Regions from separate parts of the Anser cygnoides genome. Here all the other regions are linked to region 2. The links are chromatin contacts, called in public Hi-C maps. All regions are on one chromosome and are shown on one strand. Each heading gives the region's core, a stretch centred on a gene start, on an enhancer-like site or on the middle of the called end of the contact. The rest is flanking DNA. Distances are from core to core; before and after follow the strand shown.

What was found. Hi-C and Micro-C count contacts between places; a contact is called where the count stands out from the background.
Region 1: a Hi-C map of liver shows a contact between it and region 2, with 4 times the contacts expected there. The contact joins two enhancer-like sites. A contact is called at or near these places in 5 of 7 Hi-C or Micro-C datasets (fetal liver, granulosa cells and liver).
Region 3: a contact with region 2 is called in a Hi-C map of liver, with 12 times the contacts expected there. The contact joins two enhancer-like sites. A contact is called at or near these places in 2 of 7 Hi-C or Micro-C datasets (both in liver).

What each region holds. Positions count from the first base shown.
Region 1 is chr3:42,432,129-42,436,507 of Taihu_goose_T2T_genome, forward strand. The region is part of intron 5 of TOMM20 (translocase of outer mitochondrial membrane 20); the gene reads left to right. Among named protein-coding and RNA genes, the nearest start is that of TOMM20, 17 kb to the left of the region's middle. Within about 2 kb of position 1,638, at least 1 of the 3 cell types and tissues checked has open chromatin away from gene starts, as enhancers often do. A contact at or near this core is called in liver, where this site is marked.
Region 2 is chr3:42,639,765-42,643,876 of Taihu_goose_T2T_genome, forward strand. LOC125180034 (a long non-coding RNA gene) reads left to right here. Exons shown (of 3, transcript XR_010830283.1): 2 at 3,975-4,087. Among named protein-coding and RNA genes, the nearest start is that of TARBP1, 19 kb to the right of the region's middle. Within about 2 kb of position 2,542, at least 2 of the 3 cell types and tissues checked have open chromatin away from gene starts, as enhancers often do. A contact at or near this core is called in liver, where this site is marked.
Region 3 is chr3:42,470,522-42,474,610 of Taihu_goose_T2T_genome, forward strand. All of the region lies in intron 5 of TOMM20 (translocase of outer mitochondrial membrane 20), which reads left to right. Among named protein-coding and RNA genes, the nearest start is that of TOMM20, 56 kb to the left of the region's middle. Within about 2 kb of position 1,965, at least 3 of the 3 cell types and tissues checked have open chromatin away from gene starts, as enhancers often do. A contact at or near this core is called in liver, where this site is marked.

The sequences.
Region 1 (4,379 bases), core at 388-2,887, 210 kb before region 2:
GTGCCCGTCACCTTGGAACAAGGTAGTTCCTGCCAACCCGTTGTCTTGCTGCAGACTTCCATACGACAATCAGAGAACGTGATGAGGCTGCTGTAGCTCTGTGTGTGGCAGCAATGGGCAACACGAATCTGCAGGCCTCGGTGTGAACACCAGCTTTTCACAGCAAAGCCAAGTTGGTCTTAAACTTCCTCTTGGGGGCATTTTTCCCTTTTCGCCTCGCCTCCCTACACCTACCGTTTATAGACCGAGCAGTTTTGCAGTTGTCCAGCTCGGCTGTAAAGCGCTGAAAGGAAACTCGGCCCCGTTTTCACATAGGTGCCTGCTGCGCACACAGGCACGGGGGCAGAGCTGTGGAAGCCTGCAGAGCCCCAGGTGCTCGGGCCGGCCAGAGCCTGTGCCGCTAGATGGCAATGTGGTACTCTGCGAGCTGGGGCTCCCCGTCCCTGTAACATTCTTGCTTTTTGCTGTATTTATCTCTGCCAAACTGATGATTGCACCCACCACCCCGGCAAGAGAACAGAACAAAATCATTTCATAGAACATTACAGCTGTTGTGCCTCTCTCTTTTCTTTCTTTTTGCCTTTTTTTTTTCCCCCCTTAGTTCTTTGTCCCACAGCAGGGTGCAGAGGTTTAAAAACCTTCTTTCTTAATCGCTCGCCTTCTAAAAGCAGAGAAAACACAGCCTCTTGGGAGCAATTAGCTGTGAGAAAAGCATTTCTCAAACAATTGCCAGGAAATATTGTCTTGACCGATATTCCTGATGTAACGCTGTCGTTCTCAGTGCTGTTATTCTAAGATACTTGACTGCAAAAACAGCAGGGTACGGATCTGTAATATACGATCTGCAGTTTACCACCTACCTTACCTTTTTTATTTCCATTTACTTTCAGTTTGTGTCCTCCCTGCAGCCCTCCCCCCCTCCCCTGGAGCTATTCTGCTTAGGAGAGTGAAGAATTATTTGTAACTCTCCTCTGCTGACTGGTGTATCAGGCCAAGGCTCTGACAAGACACGGCTGAAAATTAAGGTTATGCCTCCGCTGTGCAGGCTCCAGATTGAAATTCTGTGGCAGTGTGCTGTGGAGGAGGTCAGGCTGCATGATTACAGTGATCCCTCTTGGACTCAAAACCTGGCAGCCTCGGTGTACGTGAGGTTGGTGAAGCCTGAATTTCAGCGGGAGCAGCTTGAGAGCAGGTATACGTGAAGCAGGCGGCAGCTGTACACCGAAACCAGGGTCCTGAGCCTGGAAGCCCTCTCCCCATCACTGTATTCATGGAAGATGGACTGGGCTGCAGGGTGCAAAGAGGTCTGAGGAACAGTGGTAAACTTCTAGCACTGAAAGCCCAAAACAGCAGCAGCTAGGAACCACTGCTAGCTCGGTAGGTAGATATGCATACACCCATGCCCGTTCACATGCACAGCCATACTTGTTCTTATTGCAAGGCTCAAATTTTGTCCCTCTTTACGTAAATTCGTGGAGATTTGAGAAACGAGCCTCACTCTGTGGGACAGGGTGTGAACTGAAGCACCTTCTGGAAGACAGACAGCAGTGTAATCCTTTCATTCAACCCTGTCTGCAGCTGCTTTTTATAAACTTGGCATAAATACGTACTCAGTGAGGCCAGGCCTGTGTAGCTGGAAAATATTTTCCACCGTCCAAAAAAACAGAAGATTGGAAAAAGAGCCCAGAAATTGTGCATAACATGGAATGGCTTCGCTTGTGGTTTTTTTCCATGACTTCCTCAGCTCATTTTTCTGCTGCCAATTTTAGAAGCCCATAAGTCATACTTGTTAAACTTTCTCAGTTAAAATGTAACTCGAAGAACAAAGTCATATGATATGTTGAAGCCAAATAATCGTTGCGGAGCCTCTGACTTGAGAACAGCTACCCCGACTTGGCCAGCTTGCAGTCCTGCAGGGGCTCCTGTCCCAGGGCAGGCAGGGCCAGGGGCAGGTGAGCAGCGTGAGGCATGACTGTGTGTCCCCTCCCAGACCAAGACCTCAGCAAGGATTTCTCCCTACTTTCGCTAGGATAATCAGGCCTGTGGTGTATTATGTTGCAGAGCAGTTGTTTTGGAAGGGGAGAACTTTCAGCTCCTCCTCTAGAAGCACTTTAAATAGGAGGTGAAGCAGAAAAGGGAATGAGAGGAGGCAGCACAGAGATCAGCGGGGTCCAGCAGTTGAGAAGCTGATGTAGGTAGGAGTTGTTGCCATCAGGGTAAACTAGCTGAGGAGTGAGGAGAGAGAGAGAGTGCCAAGAGAGAAAGTGAATTTGCTGGAGGGTTTGAAGAAAGGGCATCCGCACTTCAGTGCATTTTTAAGTGTTGAATCAATATGGAAGTACTCGCGTGCCAGGAGCAATATTTTCATTTGCCAATTTTGCTCTCTTATAAGGTGATTGTGCTCACACCCGAGCCCTGAATGGTTGTCCTAAAGCACCATCTCTTTGTCCAAATTCTGCTCTGCTCCCTCCCACAGGACAAGTCCCGGGTCACCGCTGTGGAGGGGAGTTGCCCTAAATTTACATTTGGGCAATAGCCGAGGGTGGAATTTGGCTGTGGGCTCTGCCAGCGGCGCTGCTCCAGCCAGCCTTGTCCGAGGCAGCGCACGCATCCCTGGTGCTGTCAGTCCCAGCCTGCGCCTCTGGGACCCGGTGCCTCAGGAAGGCAGGGAACACCGGTCTGAGCTGCCTGCGGGGAGCAGGGCAGGGGGGAGAGGTCAGCGGGGGCTTTGTAGTCACTGGGAAGGAGCCTTCCAGCCCTGCCTCCCGGTTGTGCTGGGAAGGAGCAGCACAGACTCTTGCTCTCTGCAAAAAAATAAAAGTGTATCTGTGTTTCTTTCCCCTAAATAGCAGCTTGTGAGTTTGGTTCTGGCCCTCGCTGTAAACTGGGAAACGGCCCCAAAAGCCTGCCTTTCGATGGCAGGGTGAAATGCCCTTTCAACATCCGTGTGGTCTCCACGGGAAGGGAGGAACTGAACAAACCCACTGGAAATCAGCAAGGGTGTTGTAATGTTTTTTTGGAAAGCCAGTTTCAAAACCCGGTGGCTGCCTCGCTCTCTCCTGGCAGCCGCTTCCTGTGCCATGACATCCAGGGAGGTGGTGGTGACTGATGTAACCGCGGTGGCCGGGCAGAGTCACTTGCCCAATGTGCTGAGGCTGGCAGGCGGCCAGAGAAATGTGCTAAGGCCTTGTTTTCTCACAATGGGCTCGCTGTCCCTGTGCACATACCTATAACTGGGTCAGGTGCTTGGCTGGGCCGCCTTCCAAGCTGATTAAACGAGGCGGTGGAGTTACCCACGCCAGAAGAAGTGGAAGAAAAAGGAAGAAGATTTTGCTCTTGTCCCATGTGAATGCAGACCTGATGCATCTCTAGGCACGCTTTGTTTGCATAACAATGCTGTAATTAATAATGATGCCTGCTCGTTGAAGCCAGTTCTCCGTGTTAATGGTGGGAGGCGGTGAGGAGAGGGTGAGGAGAGGCCTGGTAGTGTTTTTGCTGGATCACCACCTTTAGGTTATTGTGACAGACTTCTGAAAGGATCCCTTTGTATGAACGGGAATATAATGCTCAGCTGGGCTCTTAAATTCTGCCTCTGTTGAGAAGAGAGATCCTTTCATATTGATTGTCATTCTGTATGCAGTTCAGGCACCGACTTGCAGGAAATCTGGGCCAGAAGAGATATCATTAGGTATTTATGGGGGTTTGGTTGGCTCAGCAGTCAGTTTTTCCATTGTCATGCCGTGACAGTAGTGCATTACATACACCCTCAGGAGACATCCTTCTGCTTCCACAACAATAAAGGACTTTTTTCTTTTTCTGACTCATCTTCAGCATGAAAAAAAACCCACAGTAAATATAATTAGCAACAGGCAGATATACTGTACTTAGCTCTCGGAGCCCATTGGGATAGCTCTTATAAAAATATATGGTCGTGGTTGCTCACCCTATGCTTAAATGTCCTGAAGTTTTCCTCCAGCTGCATCCCTGGTTATACTTAGATGTTTTAATGTAGCCTAGTGAGGTTGTAGGCTGAGGAACCATTTCTAGCTTGGATTAAGAGGAGGAATACATTTGATGCCGGGATTGTGTTTCATGCACGCGCGGGAGCTTGGGCCAGACTCGCAGCGCACGAGGCAGCACAGTGAGTGCTGTGCTGTGCTGACCCAAGGTCCGCTTAGCTCTCCGTACTGCAGATGCTGCGGGAAGGAGGACAAGAAGCAGAGCAAATCTGGACCGATGCTGCCCCACGGTTCCCTCCTGGCTCCCAGCACTCACCGAGGGATGAGGAAGGAGGCAGCCATCGCCTCCATCCTCCTGGTCCCCCGGTCCCCACAGCGCGGTGGCCCCTGCTTCCTTTGCTCTGCGTGGGATGGAGAGCG
Region 2 (4,112 bases), core at 1,292-3,791:
AGACCAAAGGGTAGACAGCCGTGCCTGATGGAAACACTAGCTATTTCTGGCTAGAACGTGCCTCATGTGAGAAGTGTATGCTGTATTTTTGGACACCTCTGAGGGCAAGTGAGTTCTCTTGAAGGTATGGATGGGAGCATGAGGCAGGGAGATTTCTGAACCGTAAGGACAACCACAAAGGATGTCTATGAAAATGCCTTGATGGGTCAAGGAAGGAATGTCAGGGAGGCATCTTGAGGCCTGCTGTTAGCTGTGGGTAATGAGCGTATCACAAGCAAGGTAATGTTTCTAATTGATTTCACTGAACAACAACAGTATGCGTTGAGTGTCACGTTCATGAGATGAGCTGATTCTCAATGAAATCTTTCAACAGAATGCCTGCAATAAATGTAAGTAGCACATAGATGATGGCACAAACAAAAGCAGATAAATAAGGACACCATGTAAGGCAGGTAAAACTGAATCAGGGCTGGACTTCAGGAGGACTCACAGGTTTCTGGCAGTATCGTATTGAAACGGGTATCTGCTGTGGGGAGAAAGGCCGTTAATCGTGCTGGTTGACATGGCTGTCCTAGTGTGGGGTGGGTGGTGGAAGGCTGTAGTGGAGCACTGTGCCAACAGGCGACCTGCCACTGCCACTTCCCTGCTCTCTGCACATCAGGTCTCTGGTGTTGGGAATGCACAGGGAGCCAGCCCAACCAGTATCCGCCTTCACAGACTCCTGCTGTTCACGAGTTCTCCAAATGAATGCTTCCTTTTCCTTTTTTTTTTTTTTTCATGTTTTGGGAAAAATTTAAAAGCCTCTGATAATTGATAATTCTTTTATTGAGGTCCCTGCTGTTACAGTTCCAATGGAAAAGAGGATGTCCCCTCCCCCAGACATAATGTTTTCACAGGATTCTATTTTCTACGCCAATAATGGTAACTCTTACCATGCATATTCTTCCAATTTTACCCTTCTGTTCTGGGACTTCCTTCAATACAGTAATACATTCCCCAGTCCCCATTAATTTCTGCAGATTCTTCCAGCAAAGAGTGGTGTTCAGATATCCATACTGGTTTTGGGTGTGTAGCAGATTTTGGGGTGGGAGCGTGAGTGAACAGCTGCCCTGATTTTAGGCACTGGCATGGGTGAGTGACAGCGAGAGGCAAGGCAGTGACTGCCCGTGCGGAGGACGTTACCTGAAGCTGTTTCCCAGGAGGTGGAGGGTAAGAGTCATCTGACCAAATGTAGACGTCTGTATCTGAGTATTCATCTCAGTTCCCTTTATAGTCAATGGAGAAAAATAAGCACTTCTAGTGTGTGATTCATCTGAGTCTAAAGGAGATGTACAAAGTAAATCAGATGATTCACACCCCAGACATGCCTACTTCTCTCCATTGAACATGAAGGGTGACTGGCTCAGATGTAGATCTCTAAAGCAGGGTGAGACAAATCCCACTCAAAGCATCGTGTTTGAAATGTCAGCCCAGGAAAACATGCAGGAATAGTGTCCTCCCAGCTAGGCACTGTGGAGGGAGTACCTCATGCACCTTTCCTACAGATTTTCTCTACACCTGCCATTATGAGAAGCATGTGCATTGTGGAAGAGATGCCACAAGGTGTGGGTTTTTGCTTTTTGTTTTTTTAATCCTCATTTTGCTGACCTCTTTTACAGGGAGATTAGGAGATTGCAGCAGGTTGGTAATGTGGAGGGGAGAAGAGAAGGTCTGTGGGTCTAACCCACTCAAGAAGTTTGCTGCAGAGGTGGCGAGCACGGTCTGCAGGTCAAGATTCAGCACTGTGGGAAAACAGTATGTTAAAGCTTGACATTGCCGTGCCACATGTCTCCTGTGCCTCACTGAGTGGGTCGGGGAGTATTAAACACCAGCCAGGCTAAAACAGCCTCCAATCTTTGTCCAGAGTGATGGAGAGGTTTCAGCTGGGAAGGGAGTTTAAATTCCCCTTGATTTTGTAGAAGAGCTTCCCCCCGCAGCCACACCGGGCTGAGTGCTGGTGACACCGTGCTCCGTGCCGGTTTCTGTCCAGCCTCGTGGAGCTCTTAAGCCCTGACCGTGCTGAGTCAGTTGCTTCTTGGCTGCCCTGATAAATCCTCCTGTTGACAGTGGTAAGCTATTGCAGTAAGCACAACAGGAATAACTAGGCCTGAAGTCAAGTTAGAGCAGAGACAGGCTTTAAAGACATAAACAGCCTCCTCTACTTGTTTCTGCCCAGTAACATCCTACGGTTACGTGCACTTCGGAGGGTTTTCTCCAAATGGGAATTTCCATCTGGCCGCGGCACTTTCAAGCCAGGGCCCTGCTGATGCTGGGTGTGGAAACCTGACAGCTCATGGGTTTCTCCTGCTGGATGGGTGTCAGTGTGGCTGCTCACCAGTGCTGGATGGAGGGCAGCATCCTGCCAAGGTGGTCCCAGCACCGGGAGGAGCATGCAGAGGGTCGGTGCAGATGTGCGGTGACACGGGGTGCAATGGACGTGGGACAGCGATGTTGAAACCACACCAACGTTAAAGGGACTCTGATTCTGTCACACAGTTGCTCTTGTTCCAAGGGGGAGTGAGGGGGCAGGATGTTTCCTGCAGTCAAGACATCAGATAATTAAAGGGGGAAAAAAAGAAAGAAGTGGTGCATGGAAGCAAGACGCTCTGAGATGCACTTTTATGAGTCTTTGTAATATTACACTTCCAAGACTGCCAGACATCAGTGACGGGTCCCTCATTTGCTTCCAAATATGCTGACTGTCAGAGCAGGATGCCAGGCTCTGTGCTGGCTCAGACCAGAAAGGATGATTTTGGAGGTCTTGTGCAGTTTAACTCTGTAGCAAGTCTACTTAATTGTGTGCAGGCCTTTGCTGGTGTATTTTATTGATTGTTATATGAGGCCAGGGAGGCTGTGATGGGACCTTTATAAACAAATAACAACAAAATGCTTGCGTTTCACATCGAAGCCTGATGCTTAACAGCTGAGGACCATACTGGAGACCTGCAGTGTGAAATGCTGCGGCGCTTGAGAGGTTAACAGGGACTCTGAGCACAAGGCCAGCAGCGTGGTTGCACAAAGGATCAGAACAGTGGCTCTTGCCTCAGCACCAAGTCCCCAAGAGGGCAAGAGCTGGAATACTGGAAAAACTAGACTGTTCCCTTCTTTCCCAATCGGTCCTGTGTAGCAATCACAGTGAAAGATTGGCATGTGACTCTCTTAACTGCTGGCCTAAGCTACTGCACTAGTGCCCTGGAAAGGGGCTTCCAGGGGTTTTGCAATGCCTGTACCTCTCCCCTGGATAGCCAGCAACTCTGTTGATCCACATTGCACATGGGACACGGAAGAAAAAGCCAAAACTGTGGTGCACATCTTCCATCTTGCGTGTGCCACTAGTGCTGCGAGACTTTGTGATCCTTCTGCTCCATTTGGGCAACTCTTAGAGAAAATGGCCTCACGACTTTTCAACGTTTAGATGCTCCTGATCTCTGCAAACACCTGCCGCCACTTGTTGATTGTGTTCACCTTTAATTTCTTTCCCACCGATTAGGTGGGCCTGATAAGGCTGAGAGTAATGTTGCAGTGACAGGAGTTGCACAACCAGTGAAGTGCATGTGATTGACATAATGTGGTATGAGGGAACCCTCAAAGGTTTCCATTAGTCCAGATCAGGAAGTTCCTCCTCACCCCCTCACTCAGAACAAAATAAGAAACGAGGAAAGGAAAAAAATAAAAATAAAAACCTCCCACATGCAAACCAAAGTATAAAGAACAAGTCAGGTTCACAAAGTTCAGTCCTTGAAAAAAAAAAAGGAAAAGAAAACACAGAAAAAAATACAGATTTATACTGATAAGCATATTTTTAATATGGTTGTTTTGGTCTTCACAAAAAGGAAAGAAGAGAGTACAATTGAGGTAATCTGGGGTATAGACTAATGCCAGGGGATTTCAACACTCTAAACACATGCTTTTTTAACCTTTCCCTCTTTCTCCAGCATATTCTTGGACCTTTTTTCTTCATCACAAAGCCATGGCACTTCCTGCTGCATTCCCTGTGATAAAGACATATGGATCTGGGAGAAATGAAGGGGAAGTGAAAGTAATGCAGGTAGATGAAATCACTGCTGAAGCCT
Region 3 (4,089 bases), core at 715-3,214, 170 kb before region 2:
AAAAAATGGCTCTTTAGTAAGAAAAGCCTGATGGAAAGGGTGGTTTATGAAAGGAACAAAAGTTTGGGAAGAGGGGAAAAGTCAAGTGAGTGCAAACACCAGTCAAAGCCGTTCCCTTGCTCAAAATGAGTATTAAGAAAACTTGCTCAGTGGGTCACGATGAGCTCATTCAGTCCACTAGATTACTGGAAAAATCTTCCACTTTGACAAGTATGCATGTGTCTGTGTTGAGTCAGAACCTGGCAGAGCAGCTTTAGTACACATTTTTGTTATAAAGAAGTCCCCTTTGTCTTTTGTGACCCTAAAAAATTTCTGGCCTGAATATTCTTTGTGTTTCTTTTTTTCTTTTTTTTTTTTTTTTCCCCACACAGAAAATGTAGGCACTGCAGTGTTGTATTTCATTGGGAATATGGTATCTGGGGCCTGGGGTGGGTCTCTTTTCCTACCTGCAACACTTTTCTTCGCTGTTGTGCATCCTTTTATTTGCTGACCAGCCAGCTTTTATTTAGTATACAAGTAGTGGTGCACGAAAACATTGCAAGCGCATCCCTGCGCATGCTCACACACAGAAATCACATTTCCAGAAGTTTGCTGCGAGCATCAGAAAAATTTTCTGCTGAACTTCTTGGCATACTTTCAATGCGAGGCTGGCAGCTATTGTACGATGAATCCAGCCTACAGTGCGGAGGCCTCAGAGAAAAACAACGAGATCTGTGACACTAAGAAAACACAGTCATAGACACCACAAAACTACGCTGGGACGGGCACAGTAGTTGTGGGGAGGGGTCATGGTCAAATATGCTATTTCAAGCAAAATCTGAGAGGAGGATGTGTTCTTAGCCACAGGAAGAGCGTTGTCTTAGTCAGAACAGTTAATCATGCAACATGAAGAGAGATACGTACAGTAAGCCCTCATGATTTCTGTTTCCAGCAGCTTTTTTCCTCGTCTGAAATGACTTGCATATATTTTCGTATTGCTAATTTGCCGTACGGTAGCATCTGTGCTCCGGCCTTGTTGATGGAAACCTGGAGGTTCTCCGGGCCGTGTGAGCCATGCTGTTGTCACAAAGCTAACCTCCCCGTGCCTCTTTCAGGCAGACAGAGAGAAAGAGAAAAAAATGTCCGGCTGACGTCAATGAAGACCACACTGCACTGGATAATATTACTGTGTGCCTCAACCACCCACTCCCTTTAATTTACTAGAAACTAAGCAAGCTGTTTTGAAACCCATAGCTTCCAGCGTGTTTGCGCTGCTCTCCCTCCACCAAAGGCCATTAATTGTCAGGAGCTTGAAAGCTACCTGATGCCTTGTTCAAAGCGCTGAAACAGAGGGGATTTCCATGAGTAATAATTTCAGTCTGTGCCTGTGCAGTGCACCGTAGGCTAGAGTAAATTGATCCAGCTGCTTGCAAGGCTAGATGGAAAAGTGCCCGGGGGGGCCGGAGCACATCACCAGATGGAGCTGGATGCTGTTGTCATCACGTGGGGCTCCCCAGCTGCTGGGCATGCTCGAGCTCGGCTTCCACCACGAGCGGGGCGCGCGCAGCCTTCCTGTCTGTGCTGACTTGCAGGGTGAGGCAAAGGCGCTAGCGCATGTTGCAACGTCTTCTCTTGTAATGAAAAGGATAATTTTAGATTAGCCAGAACTGTTGGCGTCCTTTTTTTTTTTTTTTTTTTTTTGATGGTGGTGGTTTTTCTCTTTTCCTCTCCTCCCTCCTCAATGTCCCTGCCACAATAACCCCAGCGATTTGTGCATATGTTTTGCTCAGCAGCAGCCTTCTCCATGACAGGGACTATAAAAGCTTCTGAGAGGCCAGCTACCTCTACAAATAATCAGAATTGGCAGGATTAACCTGTAACCCGAGGCGGCGAAAATACAGATTCCACTAGCCAGATGGCAGAGTTCAAAGATCCACTCACTTCCTGGCTGAGGTTGCACAAGTTAATTTTTATCCTTGTTAAAAAGAAATAAGAAGTGAAAACATAGCAATAAAATGTGTGCTGCTTGCTATCTCTGGTTTTAATCACATTTATTTTATTCCTTAGTGTTTTGTTATTAAGTAGGTTTGGGGGATGTTAGGAAAATACATTCTTTCTCTCTTCTGGAGATGTTTAAATCCTACTTGGTTTCTTTGTATTTTGCATGGGCGTTTGTGTGATCAATTCAATTTAGTCTGTTGGCAAGGAGCGCTAAATAGGAGGAACTAATTAAAATAACCGGAATGCAATTCATTCTTTCTTTTTTTTTTTTTTCGTTTCCCAAATGAACAATTCAATTAGATTCACAGAAAAAACTGCACAGCAAGTCTGCACCCTGGTCCTGGAGGCTTCCGCATGGAGGCCCCTGCAGGTTTGAAGCTGCTGGAGCCGGAGCCCTCTGGCAGAAGTGGGGCATTCGGGCAGTACTGCAGCACCGGGATGTTGTTGCACCCTTCCTGAGGCAGTGCTTGTAAATGTACTCCACCAAGAGGATCGGGGTATCTACTTCAGAAGGCAGCTCTCGGTTCTTTGGCCCTGATCGCATGACTTTCCTCGCAAGCTAAGTGTTAACTGTGACAAGGAAGGCTGCATAGTGTGAGGCTCAGATGCGTGCCTGTGCCACCACCGTCATGTGGGTGCCATGAAGCATATGCAAAGGTAGGTGGCTTGGCCAGCAGAGTGCAGAGGCAGGAGTGGAAGAATAAAGTTCATGGGTTGTTTTTGTGACGGTTTGTCCTGGCTGGCTGGGCCATTAATGAAAACAGACGTGGAGCTGCTGGCAGCGCGTCTGAGAGCCTGCAGGTACCCTTCAGGAGAGCAGCACTGGGAGTTCCAGGCAGGGAGTTTATGATTAATTTTGCAGGCATTTATTGTGCAATACGAAATGGCCACCGGCCAGCTCAGAAGTTAAGCCAGAAGATGACTGTCAAATGAAACTGTTACGTTTGGCAGATCTTTCCAAAGCTGCTGTGCAAAACAGGCATATTGAAGCTAATTTCTGGATTTTCCAGATCCTCTGCACAGCTCATTCTTGTATCACGGTCCTCTTTGTTTTCCCATTTTCAGTAGAATAATTGGCTTTGACTTGCACGCTGTATAAATTTTAGGTCAGGATTTTTCCTACAGACAGCCCTCGCTGTGCCTCACATTTGCCAGCACCTCTCTCCTTCTGGTAATTCCTCCTTGAACAGTCTTGCAAGGAACAAGCTCTACCCCATTGCGTGTTCTGAAAACAAAACTGCGTGCTCCTTGAACGGCCCGTGTAGGCCAGATGAAGGTGAGAGGGGGACTAACACGGCGGTGGTGAGAAGGGAGCCCTGCCCCTGCAAGAGGCTCGTGACAGACATTTCCCTCCTGTGTGGCCGGCCCGAAGGTGAGGTCAGTCAGCGAGCCGTGTTTGGACACTGTCTGGCACAAACAATCCAACGATAAAGCTTAATGTGTAACCAAGGGTTTTTTTCTTCTGTGTCAGCAGTTGGCAAGAAGACACTGTAAATAAGGATCCCTGTGAGTAAATAGATATGTGTGGAGAGGGGAGGGGAGCACCGCAGTGAGCAGTTTTGAAATTCATGCCAGGGTTGCTTCAAATGATAAGGTTGTTTGAGTAACCTGCAAACCATACGGATGCCCAGGTTTCAAAAACAGGAAAGCGTCTTGTTTAAAAACCTTCTAAGGCAACATGAGGGCTTAGAAAAGAAACTGGCTTTGTGGTTAAGTGATTGTACTTCCTTATTGATATAATGATTGAGCTGGTGCAAAGCCTGCCGGGATCGTGGTGCTGCGAACCGCAGGCCGAGCAGTTGTGATGACAAAGTTCTGCAACCGGCCGCGGGGCTTTCTGGAGAGATGAGAAATCTCAAAGTTTCCCTTTTCATTTCCTCTTGTGCTAGGCTGAAGTTTGTTTTTTTTTTTTTTTTTTTTTTTTTTTCCCCTCACTCTTTTTCAGTGATGTACCAAGAAATAAGTACATAATCTGAGTGGGCTGCCACCCTCCTTGCGTTGCCAGCCGAGCACCGGGGCAAAGCGCACTTTTTTGCTGAAGGGTCCGGCCCGGGCTGCACAGAATTTGCTGATGTTTTTGGAAAGCGTGATGGCTGCATTTCTGCACAG